Regions from separate parts of the Mus musculus genome. Here all the other regions are linked to region 2. Evidence: chromatin contacts called from public HiChIP or PLAC-seq data. All regions are on one chromosome and are shown on one strand. The core of a region is the stretch at or near the end of the contact, and the rest is flanking DNA. Distances in the headings are between cores, read along the strand shown.

What was found. HiChIP or PLAC-seq counts read pairs in DNA pulled down with a chosen protein or histone mark.
Region 1: a FOXA1 HiChIP or PLAC-seq map of pancreatic cancer cells shows a contact between it and region 2. The contact joins the promoter of Slc36a2 here to the promoter of 4933405E24Rik in region 2. A contact is called at or near these places in 1 of 39 promoter capture datasets (pre-B cells) and 1 of 115 datasets of contacts at active chromatin or transcription factors (pancreatic cancer cells).
Region 3: a contact with region 2 is called in a FOXA1 HiChIP or PLAC-seq map of pancreatic cancer cells. The contact joins the promoter of Shroom1 here to the promoter of 4933405E24Rik in region 2. A contact is called at or near these places in 2 of 115 datasets of contacts at active chromatin or transcription factors (pancreatic cancer cells and stem cell-derived neural progenitor cells) and 1 of 9 other capture datasets (adipose tissue).

Annotation. Positions count from the first base shown.
Region 1 is chr11:55,182,923-55,187,065 of GRCm38.p6, forward strand. Slc36a2 (solute carrier family 36 (proton/amino acid symporter), member 2) reads right to left here and starts at 2,155. Exons shown (of 10, transcript NM_153170.3): 1 at 1,889-2,155. The coding sequence starts at 2,037.
Region 2 is chr11:54,210,878-54,214,700 of GRCm38.p6, forward strand. It overlaps 4933405E24Rik (RIKEN cDNA 4933405E24 gene), which reads right to left and starts at 2,411. Exons shown (of 3, transcript NR_045506.1): 1 at 1,953-2,411. All of the region lies in intron 3 of Gm12223 (a long non-coding RNA gene), which reads left to right.
Region 3 is chr11:53,454,801-53,459,069 of GRCm38.p6, forward strand. Shroom1 (shroom family member 1) reads left to right here and starts at 2,405. Exons shown (of 8, transcript NM_027917.3): 1 at 2,405-2,541.

The DNA.
Region 1 (4,143 bases), core at 905-3,404, 970 kb after region 2:
CCAAACCCCCAGAAACCTTAGAAATTCCCCCAAAAAACCCTTGCAGCCAAGAGATCGTCTGGAAGCAGAGACAGGAGTCTGGCAGGAGCCTAGATTTTGGAATCAGACAAACCCAGGATTACAACCCAAGGCTGCTACTTATCCGGCTCTGTCATTTTGTGGGGGCACATGTTTGGCTCTGTAGCGCCTCTGCAAATGTTAAGAATAACAAAAAAATTTGAAAGAGCTGACTCAACTCCTGGTCTCTATTTTAACCCCCAAGTCCTCCAGCATTGGAGGACCTGCCCATGGACTGGCGGGAGTTAAAGAACAGTTGGAGGAGGGGTGGTGGTGGAGAATCCTGCGTGCCTGTCTCTCTCCCTGTGGGTGTCAACATTGCTGACAGAGAACTACACCCTCAGCCCCCAGCGATGGGCTTGTTTTGCAACTGGGAAGGGGTCAACGGGTCACTTAGGAAATTTCTAACTAAAGGACTTAGGAAATCAGAATTAGCTTGTAGCTGTTTGTTCGGTCAGCTTGCAGTGTGTCGAGCCATGCAAAAATTTGGACCAGGAGCCAGGAGGCCCGGGTCCTTTGGTGACCTGGAGCCACCATCACAAGTACTTTTTAAGCAGCTAAGAGTACACAAGTACTCAGCTCGCGCTCACATAGAAGGTGCAGCCATACTAGGAGGAGCAAGCCATCATTTCTAGACTTTCTCGGGCTGGCGAGTGGGAACTGAACCCAGACAGCCAGACTCCATCCCCTGCCTGCTTTCCCAGCCTGGACTCCCTGTCTCCAAGCCCCACAGGCTCCGCTCTGACTCTCTCTTGTTTTATTCTTTTGATTTTTAAGGAGTTGAAATTGCCACCTTGACCATCCAGGACACAAGAGTCAGCTGGTTCTCTCAAAGTTGAAAAATACCCTGCTCTGCTGTGGGTGGTCCAGGGGCCTCAGCAGCTCACTCAGTGACCTCTAGCACTTAGGAAGCCCAGGACCAGACCCAGGGACAAAGGAGCCATTGAGGCCATTCCTGCAGTGTCTTGTATGCAGTGTGGAGAGAGACTGTACCCATTCCTTCAGCACCTTCTCCCTCTCTGCCACACATTCCCCACTCTGTCTGTCTGTCCATCCTTTAATATACTAGGTCGTATCTGCTCCTCCCTGCTTTCCATATGAGGACACTTGCTTCAGGGAAGAGAAGGACAGGGCTTCCACCTGAACCCAGACCTTCTGGTCCTCTGTTAATTACACTCCCTACTACCTTGATGACGTCAAACTTGCTCCTTAAAGCACGAGCCTGGGCTGGCTAGACTGCTATGTTAGTGAAGTCAAGTAGGGAGGAGGAAGAAGAAGAAGAGGAGGAGGAGGAGGGTATTGGAGCCCTGTAGCTTGTCGTGTTCTGAAAAATCTTTGCGAATGTCTCCTCTAGAATCCATCTTCTGGGAAATGGAAGACACTAGAAGCTTCCACGTGCTGTTCTTTGAGTAGTACCATGGCAGCCCCAGCGGCAGCAGGACCCAGGCTTGCGACAGGGAGAGGCTTGCTTGTTGCTTGTGGCTGAGGCCACTGTGGTTTACATACTGACCCCAGCTTCCCTCCAAGTTCTGCCTCCCTCCTAGACACTGAGAGCCCCAAACTGACTTTAACAAAAGTGCTTAGCCCCCTTCCTTCCAATAAATCTTAGCATGTGGCTTAAAGCAGCTGGGTCTCAGTTTCCCTCTCAGGACTTTTCAGATTCTAATCGTGCCCCTAGCTAGAACGTCCTATTTGACACAGACCCTGACTGCACTTTTTCCTCTTTGGTGTTCCCAGCTGCACAGTGGGTTGAGGGTCAGACATGCCCACCTCGAGATCCGGACTGGAAGCTGATGGAGGCAGACGTGGGGTGGGAGGGAGCTGCACTCACGTTATGCCCTTGGTCTTCTTTGATGACTCTGAAGAGCTCCCATTCGCTGGACTGGGATCCTGGCTCTGCAGCTTCTTGGCACTCTCAGGAAGGTCCAGATTGAGAGGGGTGGCTACCTGCGGACTCCTGGCACTCTTGGTCACAGACATGATGGCTTCAGAAAGGGCAAGCTCAAGGTAGGGAGAGGGCAATCAAGGAGGTGTATGTGCAGGTGCAAGTTGGGCCCAGTAGATCTGACCGGAGAGCTTGCTCTGGCCTGGCTGGAATGAGACCACGCCCACCTGCATGGACACCCCGCCTCCTCTTGCTTAAAGAAACCCAGCGGGAGAAAGAGAGGAAGGAGGGATTTGGGAAGAGAGCCATAAGCTTTATTGATATTACCCAATCAACCACAGTGCAGTTAACTTTTTCTTTTCTTTTCTTTCCTTTCCTTTCCTTTCCTTTCCTTTCCTTTCCTTTCCTTTCCTTTCCTTTCCTTTCCTTTCCTTTCCTTTCCTTTCCTTTCCTTTCCTCTCTCTCTCTCTCTCTCTCTCTCTCTCTCTTTCTTTCTTTCTTTCTTTCTTTCGTGTGTGACAGGATCTCCTGTAGCCCAAAGTGGCCTGTAATTCATTAGATAGCTAAGGATCATCCAGAACTTTTGAGCCACCTGCCTCTACCTCCTGAGTGCTGGAATTACAGATGTGTCCACCACCGCATCTGTTTTTATACAGAACTGGGGGCAGGACCCAGGCCTTTAAGCATATTAGGCAAGCAGTCCACATCTGAGCCTTATTTCCAGTCTATCCTGATAATTTTAATGACGAGAGCCGAACTATTTATTACACACTCCGCTAAGGGGGTACCCATTTCTGTCTCTGAAAAAAAATGCCTTCCTGTCTTCATCTCAGGGCAGGCTTCCCAGGTCCTACCAGCCTGCAGTCAGCTCTAAGAAGATGGGAGGGGCAGCTGGCACCTCACCTAGAGCAGGGCTCTTTCTAAGGTTTCACGTGTAATTCTGAACTCGTGGCCTGTCTGTGTGTTTGTATGCATGCGTGCATGCTGTGTATATGTGGAGGTAAGAGCTGGATTTGCGGTGTCTTCCTCAAACATAGTGCTGACTTAATACAGTGACTCATGTTGTGGTGACCCTCAGCCATAACAGTTTCATTGCTACTTCATAAACTGTTGCCAGTTATGAATTGGCACGTAAATATCTGATATGCAGGAGAGTTGATATGTGGCACCCCCCCCTCCCGGGGTCGCCACCCACAGGTTGAGAACTGCTGAAGAGGTGCCTTTACTTTCTGAAGGCTCCATGGAGGGAGAAGGAAAGGAATGAATTCTGCATGAGTCCCAGGCGCGTTTTCCCGGGCAGGCCACGGTTCAGGGGCTTCAGGGGCGACCGGGTGTGATCTGCTTAAGGTTACAATGTGGCTTCCGGGTTGGAGCTCTGGACCGGAAGATGGTCTCGGGAGCTTCTTGGGATTCTGCTCTCTGTCATTATCTCTGCTCAGGGTAAACGAACCAGCCAAACTCTCCTCTTCTACAAATTATAGCATTTTTCTTCTTGTACCAGTCTCCCCACCACCATCTCCTCCTCAGAAAGCAACATTTACCGAGGCCGTACTGTGTGCCAACAGTGTAGCTTAAAACACCCCCATGGTATCAGGAACACCTAAGACAGACTCTGAAGGACCTGTCCCTTACCAGGGTTCTTTCTAGGGTCCGGCGTGCAATTCTGAACTTGTGGCACGTCTGTGTGTCCTATGCATACATGCATAGTGTGTACACTCAGAGGTTTGGAGATACTATGTAGCCCATGGCTGTCCTGAAACTCACTCTGTAGATCAGGCTGGTCTTGAGCTCACAGAGATCAGCCTGACTCTGCCTCCTAAGTGCTGGGACAAAAGGCATGTGTCACTATGCCCAGTTCCATCTTGTGTTATTTTGAGACAGGGTCTCTCATTGAACCTAGAGTTCAGCAAATCTGGCCAGTGAGCTCCAGAATCCCACCGGTTTCTGCATCCTTACCCTGACACCAGCAGTGGGATTATAGCCTCGGGCAGCCACATGAAGCTGTGCTTGGCTCTTGTGTGGGTTTCGGAGATCAAGCTTAGTCCCCATTAGTGCCCAGCAAACACTTTACTGACTGAGCCATTTATCTCTTCCCAGTTCCTGTTTTTGTTTTGTTTTCTCTCCTAAAGAGTCTCACCCCAGGCTGGGAGATGGTTCATTAGTAAAGATGCTTGCTGTCGGCATGGTAACCTGAGTTTGAT
Region 2 (3,823 bases), core at 1,161-3,660:
TGACTTTATATCTGGAATTCCCATGTAGTCTCCCACTGCCATGGCCAGAGAGATCAGCATAGACTAAAGTCGTACACCCACCAAGATTAAAGTCTAGCTCTGCCATTCCCTAGTCAAGCATTCAAACTTTTAAAAATTATTTCTTCTATTTTTGTCATTTTTCTCATCTGAGAAATTGGGCTTGACACTAATATTTACTTTATCAGGTAGTTGTGGGATTCACTGGTCTCACATAGAAGATGCAGTAATTCCTTTCAGTTTATCTAAAACAGTGGTCTCAAGTTTCCTGTGCTGTGACCCTTTAATACAGTTCTTTATGTTGTGGTGGCCTCAGCCATAAAATTATTTTTGTTGCTACTTTACAACTGTAATTTTGCTAATGTTATTAATCATAATGTAAATATCTGGTATACAAGATATCTGCTATGTGACCCCTGTGAAAGGACCACTCCACACACACACACACACACACACACACACACACACACACACACACAGGTTCAGAACAACCAGCAATCTAAAATAAAAATTTGCTTTTAATATTCTATACCTATTTTTCATATTTTTTAAAGATTTATTTTTATTTATTTCATGTATGTGAGTACACAGTAGCCGTCTTCAGACACACCAGAAGAGGATCCTATTACAGATCCTATTACAGATGGTTGTGAGCCACCATGTGGTCACTGGGATTTTAACTCAGGACCTCTGGAAGAGCAGTCAGTGCTCTTAACCACTGAGCCATCTCTCCAGCTCTATTTTTCATATCTTAATGCAAAGGTGGGGACCCTACTAGTCATACTTGAACAACAGTGTTGATAACTAGTATTGTCTTGCCCTAGTTGGCACCTTTTCTAAGGCTGCACTATTAACTACATCCCTGTAGCTTGCTGATATAATCCTGGAGCTCAAAGGGTACCCATCACAGTCTTAATTGTAAGGATGTATTTGGAATCCAGCCTTCGCACAGGCCTCTCATAGATACATCCAGGCATCTCCTGAGACAATGTGAGTCCTTGGGTAGTAAGTTTACATGGAAGGGGGTACCACACCCTGCTCCCCACACCCCACCACTTCACTGCCTCCTGCCGGGGAATCAGAGAGCCTGGCTATATATAGGCTTTTGCTGTGAACCTTCTCCACTCCTCAAAATGGAAAAGAAGAGGTTCTCTCCTCTGCCATGTATGCTCTGAATCTCTTCAGAGACTCCACCATGCTGCCTGTCTCTGATGCTGTGGCCTAAATACTCCTTGGACCTCCCCCCATGCTGTTGACCCTCTTTCTGTCTGTCCATGGCATCATTATCTCTTCTAATAGACTCCTTATTCCCCAGTAGCCCATCTCAGTTCCCTCGAATCACTCAACCCTACCTAAAACCCAACAGCGGTATGCAGTGTTTTCCGGATGAGTAGTCTCTGTTGCCAGTATCATTTTAAAAATCTATCCACTACTGTAGGAAATGACACTAGAAGATTTTCCATAGTCAAATTTCACTGAACTCTAGGTATACAACCAGTTGACCATAATCTCTTGATCTCTTCACTCAGCTTAGTGATACTTTATTCCTGTTGAGTTCTATCACAGTCAACCAGAACTGTACCCTGCCCCTAGACTGGCTTGCATATACATTCTCCGTGTACCCACAGAATCCCATCTCTCCCTATGAGATGTACTTACAATTTGGTATTATAATTACCTATCTTGGGGGCTTGGAGATGTAGCTCAGTTGGTAAGAGTGCTTGATTAGCATGCACAAAGCCCCAGGTTCAATCTCCCCAACCATATAAACTGGGTATGGTGACACACACCTCTGTAATCCCAGCACTTTAGAGATGGAGGCAGGAAGATCAGAAGTTCGAAGTTGTCTGAAGCTACATAGTGAGTTTGAGGCCAGCCTGAACTACTGGAGAGCCTATTAAACAACAACAACAACAACAAACCCTTATACTTACTTGTCTTCAGTGGAACATATGATTATAGAGGGACACGGTTATGTTTTCATTGGCTTCTCGGTGACTAGTTAGGGCTTAACTTAAAGGAGGCATGTGGAAATAGTCTCTTCTGTAAAAGGATGCTGACCACCCCCAGGATCTCAGCTCTTTTGAAGACCCTCATTTAGCTTTGTTGAGCCAGACAAGAGCCATTCCAGTGCTGATAATCCCCCTTGCTTCATTAACTTCACAGTCATCCCAACAGCCTGTGAGGAACTCTGGACTCTCCCTGATCCCCCATATCCTCGGATGAAAGTTCTCCATTAGTTCTAGCCAGGCATACCCAAATGTGGAGGCCTGAGAATACCTAGTTCCCCAAGCTGAGGCCTTGTGAATGTTCAATTGGATTTTTCTTCCCAGTAACCTGAAATATTTAGGAAATGCCTAAGCCATGCTCGTGAGAGTATGCATGGTCACCTGGCAACCCAGTTACCTGGAGGCTGGGTCTCTTTACCATAGAGTGCTGAGGGGCATAATGGGCATAGTTCTGTCATCATTATAGGAAGACTCCCATTTGATGCCAGGCCTCTATCACGCTAAAGATGATTTCACCGAGGCCAGCCATTGTACTTGCAAGATGAAGCCACCAAGGCCACCCAGTTGGATCATTCCTATGGAAGCAGGCAGGTACCTGGCATCCCAGCAGCCCCACTGTAGAGGCACTGCTGAGGGATACACTGCCTTGTGTGTCCAGGTAGGGAGCTGGTAGGTACTCAGTGCTAACATCATCCAGTCTTCCATCTCTGTTTTTTTTCCCTCATAGGCATCTACTGAGAAACTTCTGTACAGTGGAAGTCTGTACGGTGAGTTCTAAGGGTCCTAGAACAGCAGCAAACATAATCAAACAATCAGGTGCATGCCCAATTTCCCTCATAGTTCGCATGACACTGACTGAAGCTCACCAGGTTTGTGACACATATCAGCTTCCCTTGCGTGGCTAGGCTGCTCATCTGTCACAGCTGCTGGCACCTGCAGTCCAGACCTGAAGCCTGCAAGGTTTCTGGAGAGCTTTGAGATTCAAATGGCTGCCTCCACGTTAGCTCCTTACATGCAGAGGTGGCCTCTGACTTGCTTTATGTCTCTAGCCCATGTCCCACCTGGCTTCCCCTACCCAGGAAACATTTGGCAGTGGCTGACCAAACGCTAAGCACAGAGCTAACCTTGTTTCTTTGGAGCCTGTTAGAACCTTTAAGAGAAGTCAGGACAGAACTATAGGCACAGAAACAGGCCAGACACCTGCCTTCCTTTCTTCATGCATCCTGTGTTTAGAAGAGCCACAGCAGATGAGTTTGGTGCCACACGTCTTTAATCCCTGAACTTGGGAGGCAGAGGCAGGGCAGGTGTCTGTGAGTTCGAGGCCAGCCTGGTCTACATAGTGAGTTCCAGGACGAACAGGGACTATAGAGAGACCCTGTCTCACAAATAAAAGACAAGAACCATGGTAGAGGTGTGCTGAGACCATCCCTGTGGGAGTTCTTCTGGAGAAGTGGAGAAGGCTCTGCTCCGTGCCCATCAGTATGTGAGTCTGGCTGTGCCCACATGCGTGCTGTGCACGTACATGTTTGTACCCTTGTTGCCGCAGCAGTAGCCTACATGGACCTTGCATAACAGTCCTTATGCTGTGAGGGAGAGGGGCTCCCAATTTCCATGTCTCCTTTGAATCATTACAGTTTTTGGTGTGCAGCACTAATACATCACGGGCCCCCACCCCCTTTTAGCAGGCAGAGCGGTGACTGAAGCATTGGGCCTGTGGTTTCTGTAACAGGAAGTGATTTAGATGCCGAAAGCTAATTTTAGATGGGTTGATATGGGGTTTTCAAAGAATGTTTCAG
Region 3 (4,269 bases), core at 1,155-3,654, 760 kb before region 2:
CATAAGACAAATAAAAAGTTTAATAATATAAAAGAATATTCTGTTGCTGGGCAGGGGTGGTACATACCTTTAATCTCAACACTCCGAGGTAGAGGCAGGTAGATCTTTGTGAGTTTGGGGCCAGCCTGGTCTACAAAGTAAGTTTCAGGACAGCCAAGGCTACACAGAGAAACCTTGTCTCAGGGGGAGGAAAGTGTTCTGACTCCACCTGCCACTGTGCTCTCTGTTGTCCTTCTTCCCAAAGCCTGTGAGTACCCATTCATAGGCACTGACAGACAAAACTCCATCCGGGAGTCTGGGCTGCCAGGTCCTGGGCCTAGAGAGCCTGAGGTCTCTATTTTCCGAGGTCTTCTAGGGATAGAGGAGACAGCCAAGGAGCCTGACTCCTGAGACACCTCCCACCCCACCCCGTTCCACTTTTCTTCTGTGAAAAGGAGAAGCCGACCCCAAGACCTAGAAGCTGGCCTACCAATGCCAGTTAGATGTTGGTGCTGCCAGGAGCTGAACTGACATTCACAGGAGGCCTCACAAACCACTGCACAAGGCACACACGGAACATTCTGTACCAGTGAGGATCAGGACACAACCAGGACTGTCATCAGATCGGACACACACAAAACATAAACACAGTCCACAGAATGGGCAAATGATTCCATCTGGGATACTGAGTGACTTTTCTCAAACCGTTGCTTTTGCAACTAGTTTCTCTCTCCCTCTCACCAACCCCCTCCCTCTGCCTGTCTCTGTCTCTGTCTCTGTCTCTGACTCTGTCTCTGTCTCTGTCTCTGTCTCTGTCTCTTTCATTTGTATATGGTAGACTGGAGAGACAACTGAATGGTTAGGAACACTTGCTATCCCAATAGAGGATCTAGGTTTGGTTCCCAGCTTCCATGTGGCAGCTGTCTGAAACTCTAGATTCAGGCCAGCCTAGGCTATGTAAGGAGACTTACATAAAAATGAGAATCTAGATGTCTCTCCTCTTCTGTGGCTCTGTGCTTTCTGAGACTTGGGCAAGTTCTCCAGAGTCCTCAAATGGACAGACTTTTACAGAGTTGGAGTCACAGAGCTTGCTGACCATGAGACGAATGGGCAGTGGGGCAGTGGGCAAAGTGCTTGCCACTCAAACATGAGGAGCTGAGCTTGGGTCTGCAGTAGCTAAGGGAAAAGCTAGGTGCCACAGCTTACATTGTTACCCAGTGCAGGGGACATGTGGTGTGTGTGTGTGTGTGTGTGTGTGTGTGTGTGTGTGTGTGTGTGTGTGTGTAGGCAGACTCATGGAGTTGGCTGGCCAGCTAGTCTAGCCAAATTGATGACTTCTGTGTGAGACCTTGTTTCAAAAAATAAGGTGTAGAAATGATAGAATAAAATACCCAATAGTATCTGGGCAGTGTTGGCGCACACCTTTGATCCCAACACTTGGGAGGCAGAGACAGGCGGATTTCTGAGTTTGAGGCCAGCCTGGTCTACAAAGTAAGTTCCAGGATAGCCAGGGCTATACAGAGAAACCCTGTCTTGAAAAATCAAAAACGGAAAAAAAAAAAAAAAAGAAAAAGAAAAGAAAAGACCCAATCTCGAGAGGTACACATGCATACACCACACACACAGAGAATGAGGACCAGGTGGCACCGGTCATCTGAGCTGAAAAAAAGACTCCAGCACTCAGGATGTACAGACGGGAGTTTAGGAGTTCAAAGTCTTTACCAAAAGGTGAAGACCCCACTCCTAGTAGCAGATTCGAGCACATAAGTTCAGGGCTCCGTTCGGTGTGGGTCTGGTGGAGGGAGCTATGGGAAGCGAGGAGACAAAGACAGGAGAGGAGAGCCTGTGGAAAGAGTCCAGTAGGTGGCATGGTTTTGGAAATGTGGGTCTGAAGAGCAGAGTTGATCAGGTAGCCAGCCATCTAAAGCACACTCAGAGGGAGAGAGAGCATGAGGCAGGAACTCCAGGCACATCTGTTTTCATCGTGGAGTTTAAGAGAACCGGCCGGGAGAGATGGTCCAGTGGATAAATGTTCATGTCACCAAACCAGATCTTCACAGTTGGAATCTAGTACTCCACAGGGTGGAAGAAAAGTACCGACTTCTCCACAAGGGAGCTTCCCCCATTACTTACTTCCCAAATTATTAAGTAAATAAATAAATGTAATTTTTTTAAAGGTTAAAAGAAGAAGAAGAAAGGAAGGTGAGCCTTTGTTGCCTCCGGGAGGGTTTGACCTCCGCACTGAGGAGCCTGCTGGTCCATAAGTCTTGCCTGCGGATCCGGCAGTGCTTGGAGGATTTCGATCGCCCTCCGGCTCGAGTTCTCTGCGGTGGTTAGAGGTCCAGGGCCGGGGACTAGGGCCACGTACAGAATCGCAAGAGGAAGGGGCGCGGCTCCCGCAGCCCTGCCGCCACTCCAGACTCCGGCCCCTCCTCGGCCGGAGGTGGCGCCTCCCCTGCTGCGGCCGGAGACTGGAGGTGGCGTCGGGAGCTGGAGCCCAGGGCTCGGATGTCACTGAGGGATCGCCGGCGCCCTGAAGTGCGTCTCGGGCTGGAGCCACAGGTACGCAGCGGGACCGGGTGAGGGGACACACAGCGCGTGGTCCACAGATCTGCTTCCCAAAAGGGAGACAAGGACGGGAGGGTCGGGGCGGCGACAGCGGTGGCCGCGAAGCAGCCTGACTGACCGTCATTCTGTCTGGACCTTCCGACCCGGAGTCCAGACCGGCCGCGCCAGTGGAATCGGGCCCCTGCGCACCTTTACTCTCGGCCAGGCCTGGCAGGGGACAGAGCTGTCCAGGTGGCCCAGCTGTTGCAGGGACGCAATGTACACAGTGGCGTCCGTCTCAGGACCCTCTGTTCTTGAGCTTCGATTGCTGGAGAATCCGGGTCCCTCCCAATCCCCCGATCTTCCCGGACCGTGAACCCCACTGAAAAGGCCTAGAAATGCACTGATCAGAGGCCACCCGCTCTCCTAGTGTTCCAAGCGCCTCTTTCCTCACCTCTTTGTGTGGTTCTGCTGCCCCTTGTGGTCCCCAGGGCTTAGCTTTTGCCCTGGGGTATGTGCTGTACCCATGGCAGTGACCATCTTTACCTAGGTGTCATTCACCCTCTGCTTTTTCTACACCTCCTGGAACCTGCGTCTCACAGAGTCTGCCCAAGACCAGCAGAGACTGTATAACCAGCTACTATGTTGTAAAATAGATGTCTCACAGGGGTGCAATGTCACCCATAGCTTTGGAGACTAGAAAAGAGAACCAAGGAGTTTGCCTGAAAGCTCACCCATCAGACCTAGCCTGGAATGCTAGGATTTAAGATCTGAGCATTGAACCCTGAACCTCTGACTCTAAGGAGAGTCAGGGAGTGCAGTTAACAGCCCTCCAGGTACTGAGGGAAGGCTGGAGGCAAGGAAAGGCCTGCACAGGTCCTCACAGGAAGACAGATGGGAGGTGGCCCTTGAGAGGACTGTTTCATTCCCGATTAGCTCGGAGCTTGACTTTTCTCCAGTGCCTCTCCTGTTCCCTGACCTGGACTTACATGTGTTGCCTTGGTCTGGTTTTGCCCACTGAAAATTGTCTTTATCAAATTTCCCAACAAACCTTGCCTGAAGTCCCACGTCTGGTTGCTTGCCTGGGTCCACCTTCACTCGAGATTCAGCCCCCAGTGCCAGCTTCATCCTTCAGGTCTGGTGTTTCCACCCTCAAGAGCCCTAGTTCTGAGCCCCGAGCCCCCTTATTCCTTTGTCAGGTAACAAGTACCTTCCTCCACAGCCAGGATCCCAGCCTATTTTTCTAGCAGACTCTACTGCAATCCCCGCTCCGGGGACAAATGTCAAAATTCTGTGTTGTTTGTCCTGAGGCTCCAAGGCCCTGGTGGCACAGCAAGCCCTACAAAGGGCACAATATGGGAATCCTGCATGGACAGAGACCCCATGTAATAGCACCCCTTAGATAAGTTAGGGGCAATAAGAAAACAGATATATGTACGTGTTTAATGGCTCATTATAAATTGGCGTTTTCATTAATGACTTTAATGTGTGTGTGTGTTAGTATAAGCATGAGTGTCACAGCGTGTTATGGACATCAGAGGGGAACTTTCAGGAGTCCATTGTCACCTTCCACATGGTGAATGTCTTAGTTAGGGTTTTACTGCTGTGAACAGACACCGTGACCAAGGCAACTCTTATAAGGACAACATTTAATTGGGGCTGGGTTACAGGTTCAGAGGTTCTGTCCATTATCACCAAGGCAGGAACATGGCAGCATCCAGGCAGGCATGGTGAAGGAGGAGC